Linked DNA regions of Sus scrofa: all the other regions are linked to region 3. Evidence: chromatin contacts called from public Hi-C and promoter capture Hi-C data. All regions are on one chromosome and are shown on one strand. The core of a region is the stretch at or near the end of the contact, and the rest is flanking DNA. Distances in the headings are between cores, read along the strand shown.

Region 1 (2,700 bases), core at 94-2,593, 220 kb before region 3:
CACCCTCACACCCCCCATTTGCCAAAACCTGCAGATGCTTCGGGTCTCAGACTTGGTCCTCTGTACCCACAGATTCCGCATCCTCATGGTTGATTAAATGCACAGACACCAAACCCCTGGATAAGGAGGACCCTCACTGTCTCTCCAACATGACCTACATTTTCTCACCTTAATGCTTTGGTTCTTGTTATTAGGTCCTAGTGGAAAGTGCTTCTCCCCACCACACTCCCTATCTCTTTCACTCAGAGATACTATCCATACTTTTTATGCCACTTCCCTAAATAAACTTTTCCAGATTTTCTCCAAAGATGTGATCTCTCCAGGTTTAACCTTCCTCTAGTCTTTTATATCTCAGTGTCTCTTGCAGCAAAGGGCATATTCATCTCAAACCCATTTGTGTATTTCTCTCTGTTAACATAAGCTTGTAAGACAGTGGACTATAGCTTTTTAGCTACTTACCATTGTTTCTTTATGTTTTCTGCTTAGATCAATATCTTGCATTCTAACGGTACTCAAAAAATATCTAATGAATTGAAATTGGTATAACTTCAATACTGGCGACATATCCTAATAAAATAACTCAAAAAAGGGCCCTATTTGTATAAAATTGTTTATTCAGAGTAGAAATATGTTTATTCAGAATATTTTTCCAAGACATGTTTATTCAAAAATGTTTATTCAGGAGTTCCCATCATGGCTCAGTGGTTAACGAATTCGACCAGGAACCATGAGGTTGCGGGTTCGATCCCTGGCCTCACTCATTGGGTTAAGGATCCGGCATTGCTGTCAGCTGTGGTGTATGTCACAGACGCGGCTCGGATCCCAGGTTGCTATGGCTCTGGCGTAGGCCCGCAGCTATAGCTCTGATTTGACCCCTGGCCTGGGAACCTCCATATGCCCTGGGTGCCACCCTAAAAAGACACACACACACACACACACACACACACACACACAAAAGACAAAAATGTTTATTCAGAACATAAACCAAAAGTTTAACAATAAGGTAATGCTTAGATAAAGTAAGGGCAAGGCCCAAACATAACTTTTCTTGTACCTAGCCCTTAGAAAGTATTTTAAAATTTATTAAATGAATGGTATAACGCTGTACTATAATATTATGTAACCAAATGTGTGTGGAGTCAGGTTTAGTTAAAAAAAAATTCACGAAACAGATTACATGTACAGAAAAACCTACGGAGTGACGCTGTTAATAGTCAGAAGGGGCCAGATAAAGCCATCTGTCACATTTGTACAGCAGTTTAAAAGGCGTCCTCATACACACTTTGATTCTCACAACAACCCTGTGAAGTACGCTGGGGAGGTATTATTAACACCGGTTTACAGGTAAGGAAACCCACTCACAGGTCAGGAGTGATTGACTAAGGCGGAGCCAGGACGCTGGCCTCCGCCTTCCAGACCGGGCTTCTTCCTTGCCAGCCCTAGGCAACCGCCAGGGCCTTTAGAGTCTCAGTTTCCTTTTCTTCCCCGGCATTACTTTAGCAAACCGAGCTCAGAGACGTAGGCGGCCGGCAGGTGCACAGCGAGGTGCAGGTGCTGGAGGCACCGCCCCAAGCCCTGCGATCATAGAGGCCGGAAGTGTGACCAGAGTAGCTCCTGAGGGCGTCGCTCCGCCCAGGTCCGGGAAGCGAGGGCCGGGCCCCGGCGGGGGAAATGGCAGCAACGCTGGCCATCAGGGTGGTCGCCGGGCTGGCGGCCGCGGTTGTGGCGGCGATGCTCCTGGAGCACTACGGCCTGGCCGGTCCTCCCTCATCACTGCCGCAGCCGCGCACCCCCCGGAGCCCGCACCCTGCGCCGGGCGCCGGAGCCAGCAACATCTTCTGGGGTCTGCAGGTGACGTAGCTGGAGCCCAGGTGGAGGGTGGGTGGTGCAGGGTTGGCACCCGGCGGTGAGAAGCCGGTGAGACGCCAGCCATTTCTTCGGGGGCGCGGCTCGCCGGACTGGGCCCAAAACCGGGGCTGGAAGGCACGGTCCTTCCCTGGGGGTTAGTGGATGCACAGCGTCCTTGCCTCCCCCTCCGCCCCGCAAGAGAGCCGCTGGGTCGCCTCTGCCCTTGCTGCCTCTTCCTGACTCCGGTATCTCTTTAATACCTGCTTTTGGCAGATATCCGACATTCACCTGAGCAGGTTTCACGATCCAGGCAGAGCTATAGACTTAGAGAAGTTCTGTTCTGAAACAATTGACATCATTCAACCAGCTCTCGTCCTAGCAACAGGTAGGGAGGATTGCTGTGCTGTCATGTTATTCCGCGGTCTGAATGGAAGCATGCTAGCCAGGGCTTGTAGCTTTTTACTTTGGGGACGTTAGGAAAACTTCAGCCACAGCCTCAGGCGAATCCTCCTGTAGAAGGTATGGGACATTATAATTTCCTTTGCCTACGGATAACTGAGTCAAGATCCAGACAAAATGACTTGCCATAGCTAGGTTTTTTCCAAGCGGTAGAAACAAGGGTCGTGATTCTCATGTTAGTGTTCCCTCTGCTGTGTATCCGAATCTATTTGTTGTTTGTTTTTGTTATTGCAGTTGTGGATTTAAAAGAGAATTAGCGAAAACTCTAACCAGAGACCGAAAGTTTTCCTCTTCCTTCTCCTCTTCTTCTTGTTCTTTTTTTTCCTCCTAACTTTCCCATTTTCTTTACAGTGTTAATCTTATATTGTCACTTGTTTGAGGCTTCAGGTAACT
Region 2 (2,700 bases), core at 174-2,673, 220 kb after region 3:
AAACACATTAGGTCAGATGTGGAGAAGGGCTAGAAGGGAGCGTAAACTGTGTAAGGTCTTTATCCCTTACAATTGTGGTAGTTCTCTAATCTCTTTAACCACCATGCACTTCATGGAAACCCCCATTCATGATGAAAGAGAAGCTTCAGTACAGAGTCCAGGAATACTTCCAACACAGTAAAACCTCTCTGGCCACCAGCAGTATTTCCTTCAATAGTGGACCCCTTAGTTCCTTCTCAATGTAATTTTTTTTTTTTTTTGCCTTTTTTAGGGCTGCACCCACAACACATGGAAATTCCCATGAGCTAGGGTTCGAATCCAAGCTGCAGCTGCCAGCCTACACCACAGTCACAGCCATGCCAGATCCGAGCTGCGTTTGTCACCTACACCACAGCTCATGGCAACGCCAGATCCTTAACCCACTGAGCAAGGCCAGAATCAAACCTGCATCTTCATGGATACTAGCTGGGTTCATAACCTGCTGAGCCACAACAGGAACTCCCTTGATGTAACTTTTAATCTTTCATACATACCCTTATTCTGATACTGATGAACTATGCTGATGCCCTTGTTTTCAGGATCAACTCACTCATACTGCCTTCTTTCTCCAGCTTGCTAAAATGACTCTTCACTGACTCCTCCTAACCACTGCTAACAGGGACTGCTGCCCCCTCCTCCATCACTGACCAACCGATCCAATTAACCATCCAACTAATCCTCTCACTCACTGAGTCTCTAGCCTTAAGCAGTCCTCCAAACCCTCAGATGAGTCACCACACTTGGTAACATATTTATATGGAACATCACTGATTCCCCACAAAGACTGTCTGAGCGCCACTCTCTCCCCACCTACCTCTCTCCAGGCTCACCTTCTCTCCAGCAACCCCTTCCTCCGCAAGATGTGACTCCACTCCCACCCCTCCTCACACAGACCTCTCCACCCTGACCCTCTCCCCTGCAGACTCTCGTGCTCAGCCGGACCCCCTCTTCCTCGTGCAGACAGTCTCACGCCCACCTCTGCTCTCGCTGCCCCTCTCCTCGGTCCTCTCCTCACACAGCTCCGGGTCAGAATTACCACCTCCCCATCCCGACTCCTTTAGCCTTTGCCCGCCCCCGCCTTCCCCGCCTCACTCTCCCTTCGCTGACATTGAGGCCTCTCCCCTAGGTCTCTTCCCAGCGTTGCCCCCAGCTGCTGCTAAGCAGGGCCCTCAGCACTAGCGGAGCCCACTCTACTCAGCCCACCCCCTCAGATACCGCCCCCAGCCCCCAGCCACTCCCCCACCGCCCCCGGCCCTCACTCACCCGCCTCCCTGAGCTCGCGCAGCCGAACCTGCCGGCAGCGACACCTGACAGCGGCCCAATCAAAGCGCGACTTCTCTTCGCTGCCACCAATCAGCGGAGGGCGCGCACCGGCGGCAGAGTCAGGCTGCGTTGGCCGGCGCTACTGCGCGGAGGAGGGTGGCCTCTAGTGGCTCTGGGGAGGAGGTGCAACGTAATGTTCTCTGATTTCTAACTGCGTGGCCGACAGTCCAGATGCTCTCTGTCTAGACAGAAACTTTCCAATGAGAGGAAGGTGGGGTGCGGGGGCACGATGCAGGGGAAGAGGCCCAGTTTACGCCACTGCACCTTCTTGAGGACAAAACCAGGTCTTGTTTGTATTGTAAAATAAAACGATATGTGATAGGCGTAGAGATCCAATGAGTGTTGGTTGCAAATGTTAACGGACTAGAGAAGGCTTGTCTCCAAGGCTGGAGACAAAAACAGCGACAGAAACAAATCAGAAAGTTAAGGGCTAGAACAGAGAGACTTATTTATGGATGGGACAAGAAAATGCATGGACTTGGAAGGCTGAGTCAGTGGATTTCTATCTCCCTACTCTGCTTGCTCTCACCCTCTAGACTTGTTTGAATCCTGGGCCTTGCCTTTAATAGCTGTGGAGCTTTGGACAAGTCACTGAAATTCCCTCAGCCTCTGTTTTCTCACCTGTAAGAGTGTGGGATTAGAAACCCTAATCACAGGGTAGTGATTATATGAAAGTATTTTGTATGTTTGTGTTATTACTAATCTTGCATCCTCACTAAGGTTTTCCTGGTTCAAAACAATTCCAAGTTCCCCAGTTCTTCTCTGCAACTTAGCACTTTTTCAGTCAAATGCCTCATTATACTGACCCCAAGTCGTCCCGAATGACTTGGACTAACCCTAAGAGAAAGAGATTCTGAAAAAGCAGGACCTTATGATCCTTCCCTGCCCACCCCCTGAATCCTCCACCTGCCTTTTGACTGTAGAAAAACTTTAGTCAAGGAGTAAGTTTAATCAGAGACACAAGAAAATGCAGAAGCAAAGGAAAAACAGTCAAACAAGACCAAATAATAATAGTCATTAAGACATTTAGTTCCTTCTCAAGGGCTGTAGATGATATTCTGAGCCATATCCTGTGAGCTGTTTTGTAGGTACTGAGCCCAACTCCCACCATGTGGAAAAAAGTTAACTACATGATGACCAGGCTGTAGCCATGACATGCTACCATAATTCTGAGAACTGGCCTCAAGGAAATGGCAATAAACCCACCCTGAAACTGAAGACTAACTGTACTTAAAACAATCAAGAGGACATTGATCAGACCAGCACATGACCAATCTCAAGACGACTGTCAGAGCTAACTGCTGTTTCTGCCTGTAGCCCCCCTCCCTTTACCTGTAA
Region 3 (2,700 bases), core at 91-2,590:
ATCTGCTCCTTGGTGCGCACCTCCGGTCTTAGCCACCGACAGCAAAGTTGCCACAGTTGGCTGAAAGCCTCCCGGGGCCCAGCTACCTCCTGGTAATGAAATCTCCTGAAGCGCTGTCGGAAGGTCTCAGAGTTAGTGCCAGTCCCTCTCAGGGTGGGTTTGGCCATCATTCACAGCAGAAAGCGGCTTTCCTCCATTTAAGGGTCTAGGTTCCAGGGTTTACACCTATCTTCCATGTCCTTGAAGAATCACCTGCAGATGAGTCTCTCTCTGTAAGAAGAATTTCCTCCTAGGGTAGAGAGAGATGGCACTATCAGAAGGAATACACTCATATGTCTAAAGTCTTGCCAGAGCTGGCCTGACTTCCCCTAAGTTCTGCGTGGCCATGTGAGGTAGCACCAACTTCAGGGCAGCAAGCCAAAACTGAGCATGAAGGTGAGAGACCATTCAAAAGCTGCATTTCTGGGCGACTTCCAGGGCAGCCCCGGGGAAGCAGCAGAGAATAAACTACTGACTGCTCCTCTTCCACCCCTCCCCAAGTCTGACCCATTGAGCTCCCCTGGCCAGTGCTGCATAGTGAGTTCAAACCGTAAGGGAGACCTAGAGCTGAGAGGTTTTAAAGGCATGTCACCACCCCGAGGAAGGCAATAGAAAACCCTCTGTCCAGCGGGTCGCCTCTGATCTGCCCCAATACTTCCGCCGTCCTTCCCCAAACCCTCTACGTCCGCCCCGCCCCCTCAGACTCCACCACCACCAATTTCTACCCCAAACAAAAATCAAGTACACAACACTGGGTCTTTGTTTTCCCTCACAGCAGAAGTAATCGCTCAGTAAATATCCGGGAACTACTGACGGGAAATCTCGAGCATTGAGAGAAGTTGGTTTTGACTTCTGAAGCGAGGGCCAGGTGGACTTGGGGAGAGTCACACTGAGTTGGTGGAAAGAGGGAGTCCGAGGGGGCAGTAGTCATGTGTCTCCTGAAGACGAGCTCGAGTGCTGGCCAAGCGCTCCGAGGGCTGCGGTATTCGCGAGTGCGGAGCACAGCTCAAGGAGCGGCGGGTGCGGGGTTCCGGCCTCTTTGTCTTCGCTTTCTGGCCAGGTCACTCTCGGAGCGGTAAGGAGTCCCTCCAGAGGCTTCGGACCGGGGCTAAGGCGCCCTGAGAGCACCCTCTGGCCCACCCCTAGGAGCTTCTCCCACTCGGGATACCCCTCAATCCGCTCGCATCTCTGCCCGTGGGCCAGCCTCACCCACTCGAGGTCTGGCTCCAGCCGGGACTCTCAAGCCTCCCAGTCCAGTTCCCAAACCGGAAGTGAGAGCAGGCGACTAGGGCGCCACAGACGCATGCGCAAGGGCAGCTGCTTAGACACCTCTCGCGGAGCCCCGGCGGGAGCGAGCGAGTGGGCCCAACCGAGCACAGTGCACTTCCGGGACGCGGCTCGCCTATCCCTTCCCTGCTTCCCGTACGCTCTCCGCAGCAGTTCTCTCAGCGGATAAAGTCTGGAGGAACCGCCCGTCCAGGAGGCCTGTGCGCGAGTAGAGAAAGGAATACGCGTTTCCTTGGTCGCCTGGTGAGGCTCTGGAGAAAGGTGCAACGGATATAGGGACCGGAGGTCCGCCGTGGAAATGATCCACGAACTGCTCTTGGCGCTGAGCGGATACCCAGGGTCCATTTTCACGTGGAACAAGCGGGGTGGCCTCCAGGTACAATCCGGCTCAGAGCGCGGGAACTAGCGAGCAGGGAATGGGTGGACCTGAGCCACTGCGTGGGGGAGGAGCCTTAGGGGGCGTGGCTTGCAGAGCTGAGGCGGGGGCGGGGGGGCGTGTCCTTGAGCAGGTAGCTGGAGGGCTGTGCCGGAGGGGCCTACCACGGTGTAAACACCTTGAGAGGTTTGGGCTACGCTGGGAAAAGGAGGGCAGACTCCTGAAAGGCCCTGCCTTGGGGAAGAGGAGGGAATCCAGGGCTGAGCCTAAGGATGAACTATCTGAATGAGAGTTGCTGGGGAACTGGATGTAAAAATGAGGGAGATGCTTTCTCCCATCTTCACACTTGCACTCTGTTTTAAGCTGTTTTGAAAATTTGTCCAAATACGTAGTATCTAACACAGAATACGACTTCAGTCAATTATTTTGAATGAAAAAGTGAATGAGGGTGTTTCCCTCTACTCCTTGACCAGGAAATTTCTTCTCCAGAAGAATTTGGAGGGAGGCCTTCATGTAACCAGGAATGTATGAGAAGGAGGGGCCATGTACTACATGTATTATCTCATTTAACTTCACAACCACCTATCTCCGTTTCACAGATTAACTCTGGTGTCAGGTATTAGGCAGTTAATAATTAGCAAACTTGGTCTTGAACCCAGATCTGTCTGGCTCCAGTATCTGAACCACTCTTCTTTTCTACTTATGCTTCCAGTAGTATTATCTAATCATCTCAACAACATAGCAAGTTAGGTATTGTTAGCCCCAGTTTACAAATGAGCAACTTGAAGCTCAGAGAACTTTATGGTGGCTTGTAGTTTTTGGGTTTTTTGTTTGTTTTGCTGCACACACCTCATCTGCTGCGTGTGGAAGTTCCTGGGCTAGAGATGAAGCCCATGCCACAGTTGCCACCTGCTTTACAGTTGCCGTAAGGTCGGATCCTTAACCTGCTGGACTGTAAGGTAACTTCCTATGGTGGCTAGTCTTGATAAGGCAGGATT
Region 4 (2,700 bases), core at 141-2,640, 250 kb after region 3:
CATAAGCCCAAGAAGCCTCAAGCTGCAGAGTAACACACAGCATTTAGATTCGATTCTCTTTTGTGAGTTCTGTCTAGTGAATTCCTCTGCTTGCTAAATTTTATTTGTGACCCAAAAAATCAATACCTGTGGCAGTTTCACAATCATTCACAGATATGCGCAGAGTGGTGAAAATTTTGAATTGCCCAATGTGCACATTCCCAGTGAGATCAAACAAGGCAATACTCCACCTTCTGTTCATGTTGTAAGTAAGCGTCCTTTTCATGATCTACTTAGTACCACAGTTTTAGCATTTCTGTGCTTTTTCTTGGTGGTTTCACTGTTTAAAATGGCCCCAAAACTTAGTGCTGAAGTGCTTTCAAGCAATTCTAAATTCAGGAAAGCTATGATGTACTTTAGAGAGAAAACATGCGTTAAATAAACTTTATTCTTAGAGTTCCCATCATGGCTCAGTGGTTAACGAATCTGACTAGCATCCATGAGGACGCAGGTTAAATCCCTGGCCTCACTCAGTGGGTTAAGAATCTGGCATTGTTGTGGCTGTGGCATAGGCCAGCAGCAACAGCTCCAATTCGACTCCTAGCCCGGGAACTTCCATATGCCAAGGGTGCAGCCCTAAAAAGACTAAGTAAATAAGTAAATAAATAAACTTTATACAGGCATGAGTTATGGTTCTGTTGACAATGCTAATGAATCAACAACATATATTAAACAAGGTGTATTTAAACAGAAACACCTACCATAAAACACAATACATAAAACAAAGTTATGTATCCATCCATTGATATTTGAAGATGTGAATAACAACTGGAGAACAAAAGGTTAAACTATGTTCTAAAATTAAAGCTTAATATAAACCATATGTGAAAACATTTATACATTTAGTTCTATCACAACAATATCTAAATCCTAATTTCACTTCCAAAAGGCTCCTTGGGAACCCTCATAGTTACCTGGCACAGAACTTGAATCTCTTCCTTAAGAAGAGTGGTGAGGGAGTTCCCTGGTGGTCTAGTGGTTAGGCTTCATCAGTTTCTTCTGCAGCGCAGTTTCAATACCTGGTCTGGAAACCAAGATCCCATGTCAAACCACTGTATGCTGTGGTTAAAAAAAATAGTGGTGAGGTTAAAGCAGGGATACTAAGTCAAAGCAAGGGTGAAAAGGAAGCTGGAAGATTAATGGATGCATTGTCATTGGGGCTTGATCCTTAGACCTTAAAATGTTTCTACTTAGAAAAAAAATGTTTTTGAACAGATATTATTGCATTGCTCTGGGCTGCTGGAAAGATAATTTTGGGGAAAAACAGAAAGAGGCAAATTCACTGCCTTATTGTAAATTATCATTTATTATTTGGTGATCTTACTTTGGCCTTGTTAGGACCAGAAGGGATTTCTTGTTCATTCCACTGATGTATTCAAATGCCTGTAACATTGTCTGGAACATAGGAACAGAGGAAAGATTCAAATTTGTTGAATCTAGTAGAAATGAACCTAGATCATTTTCATTAAGGAAGGAGTTAAAAAATGAGGCAGTGTGCATCGACCATCCATTTGAGAAGGTGAGCTGTAGAAAGCCAGGAGGGCATCAGTCTCCACATAGCTGTAAAACAGTGCTTTTGAAACTTTCATATTCATATGTAACACCTGATTCAATAGGCCCTGAGGCTGGGACCCGAGAGTCCGCGCTTCTAATGAGTCATCAGGTGAAGCCAATTCTGCTGGTCCTCAGACCACACTTGGAGCACAGCTACTCAAATATACTATTCAATGAGCATCTACTGTGTTGATAGCACCTGTAAGATGTATTAAATAATACTTTCTTACTCTCTTTTGGTATGTTTATTGTATTCTGATCCGGATCCAGATCGCTCATTCAAGAACTAGCCAGACCCAACCCTGCTTAGCTTCTGAGATCAGCAAGATCGTGGATGTTCAGGGTGGTATGGTCATAGACCAATCCAGATCTCACTGGATCATTCCTTTCTTGAAATTCTGTCTTGGCTCTAGGGACATTACTCTAGAACGATTATTCTGTCTCTTCAGCTCTTCACTCTCAGGCTTCTTTATGGCTCCTCTTCTTCCTCCTGTCCCTTAAATGTTCCTGTTTCCCAGGTATCTCTCTCCAGTCTTCTTTCCTTCTATTTGTACTTAGTGGAAATCCTTTGTTTTCTCTAATTCTAGTTGATTGCTTTGGAGTTTCTAGGTAGACAATTTTGTCTAAAATTGTATTTTTAGTTATTCTTTCCAAGTGTTTATGCCATATTTCTGATTTTAGGACTTTAAATACAATATTATATATTGACACATTTATAAAACATTTTTGTTTTGTTCCACATTTTACGGAGCATGAATAAAATGCTTTTCCTTTAATAATAAAGGTGGTTCTTGGTTTTAGATAATCTTACCTCATTCTAAAAATTGAGATCTAACTCACATAACATAAAATTTACCATTTTAAAATGTACAATTCAGGAATTTCTGTTGTGGCTCAGAGGGTTAAGGATTCACCATTGTGGCAAGCTGCAGCATAGGTAGCAGACATGGCTTGGATCCAGCATTGCTATGGCTGTGGTATAGGCTGACAGCTACAGCTCCAAAGCAGCCCCTAGCCAGGGAACGTCCATGTGCTGCAAGTGTGGTCCTAAAAAGAAAAAAAAAAGTGTACAATTCAGTGTTTCATATATTATACATGCATATGTTC

Evidence for each region. Promoter capture Hi-C pulls out the DNA fragments that hold promoters and counts their contacts. A called contact is a pair of places that touch in the nucleus more often than the background predicts.
Region 1: a contact with region 3 is called in a Hi-C map of epiblast stem cells, with 1.9 times the contacts expected there. The contact joins the promoter of TMEM62 here to the promoter of TUBGCP4 in region 3. A contact is called at or near these places in 1 of 47 Hi-C or Micro-C datasets (epiblast stem cells) and 1 of 2 datasets of contacts at active chromatin or transcription factors (alveolar macrophages).
Region 2: a promoter capture Hi-C map of fetal liver shows a contact between it and region 3, with 2.5 times the contacts expected there. The contact joins the promoter of PPIP5K1 here to the promoter of TUBGCP4 in region 3. A contact is called at or near these places in 2 of 5 promoter capture datasets (fetal liver and liver), 2 of 47 Hi-C or Micro-C datasets (embryonic fibroblasts and psoas muscle) and 2 of 2 datasets of contacts at active chromatin or transcription factors (alveolar macrophages and skeletal muscle).
Region 4: a promoter capture Hi-C map of fetal skeletal muscle shows a contact between it and region 3, with 2.8 times the contacts expected there. The contact joins the promoter of STRC here to the promoter of TUBGCP4 in region 3. A contact is called at or near these places in 2 of 5 promoter capture datasets (fetal skeletal muscle and liver), 1 of 47 Hi-C or Micro-C datasets (liver) and 1 of 2 datasets of contacts at active chromatin or transcription factors (alveolar macrophages).

What each region holds. Positions count from the first base shown.
Region 1 is chr1:128,304,771-128,307,470 of Sscrofa11.1, reverse strand. TMEM62 (transmembrane protein 62) reads left to right here and starts at 1,343. Exons shown (of 13, transcript XM_021097060.1): 1 at 1,343-1,851; 2 at 2,122-2,233. The coding sequence starts at 1,672. It overlaps MIR9838 (microRNA 9838), which reads right to left and starts at 2,150; the gene lies at 2,079-2,150.
Region 2 is chr1:127,864,210-127,866,909 of Sscrofa11.1, reverse strand. It overlaps PPIP5K1 (inositol hexakisphosphate and diphosphoinositol-pentakisphosphate kinase 1), which reads right to left and starts at 1,423. Exons shown (of 30, transcript XM_021096881.1): 1 at 1,303-1,423.
Region 3 is chr1:128,082,679-128,085,378 of Sscrofa11.1, reverse strand. It overlaps TUBGCP4 (gamma-tubulin complex component 4), which reads left to right and starts at 1,340. Exons shown (of 18, transcript XM_021096979.1): 1 at 1,340-1,702. The coding sequence starts at 1,625. It overlaps ZSCAN29 (zinc finger and SCAN domain-containing protein 29), which reads right to left and starts at 1,314. Exons shown (of 7, transcript XM_005659684.3): 1 at 785-1,314; 2 at 1-289. The coding sequence starts at 170.
Region 4 is chr1:127,829,449-127,832,148 of Sscrofa11.1, reverse strand. It overlaps STRC (stereocilin), which reads right to left and starts at 1,390. Exons shown (of 31, transcript XM_013993078.2): 1 at 1,364-1,390; 2 at 954-1,063. It also overlaps a transcript of CATSPER2 not described here.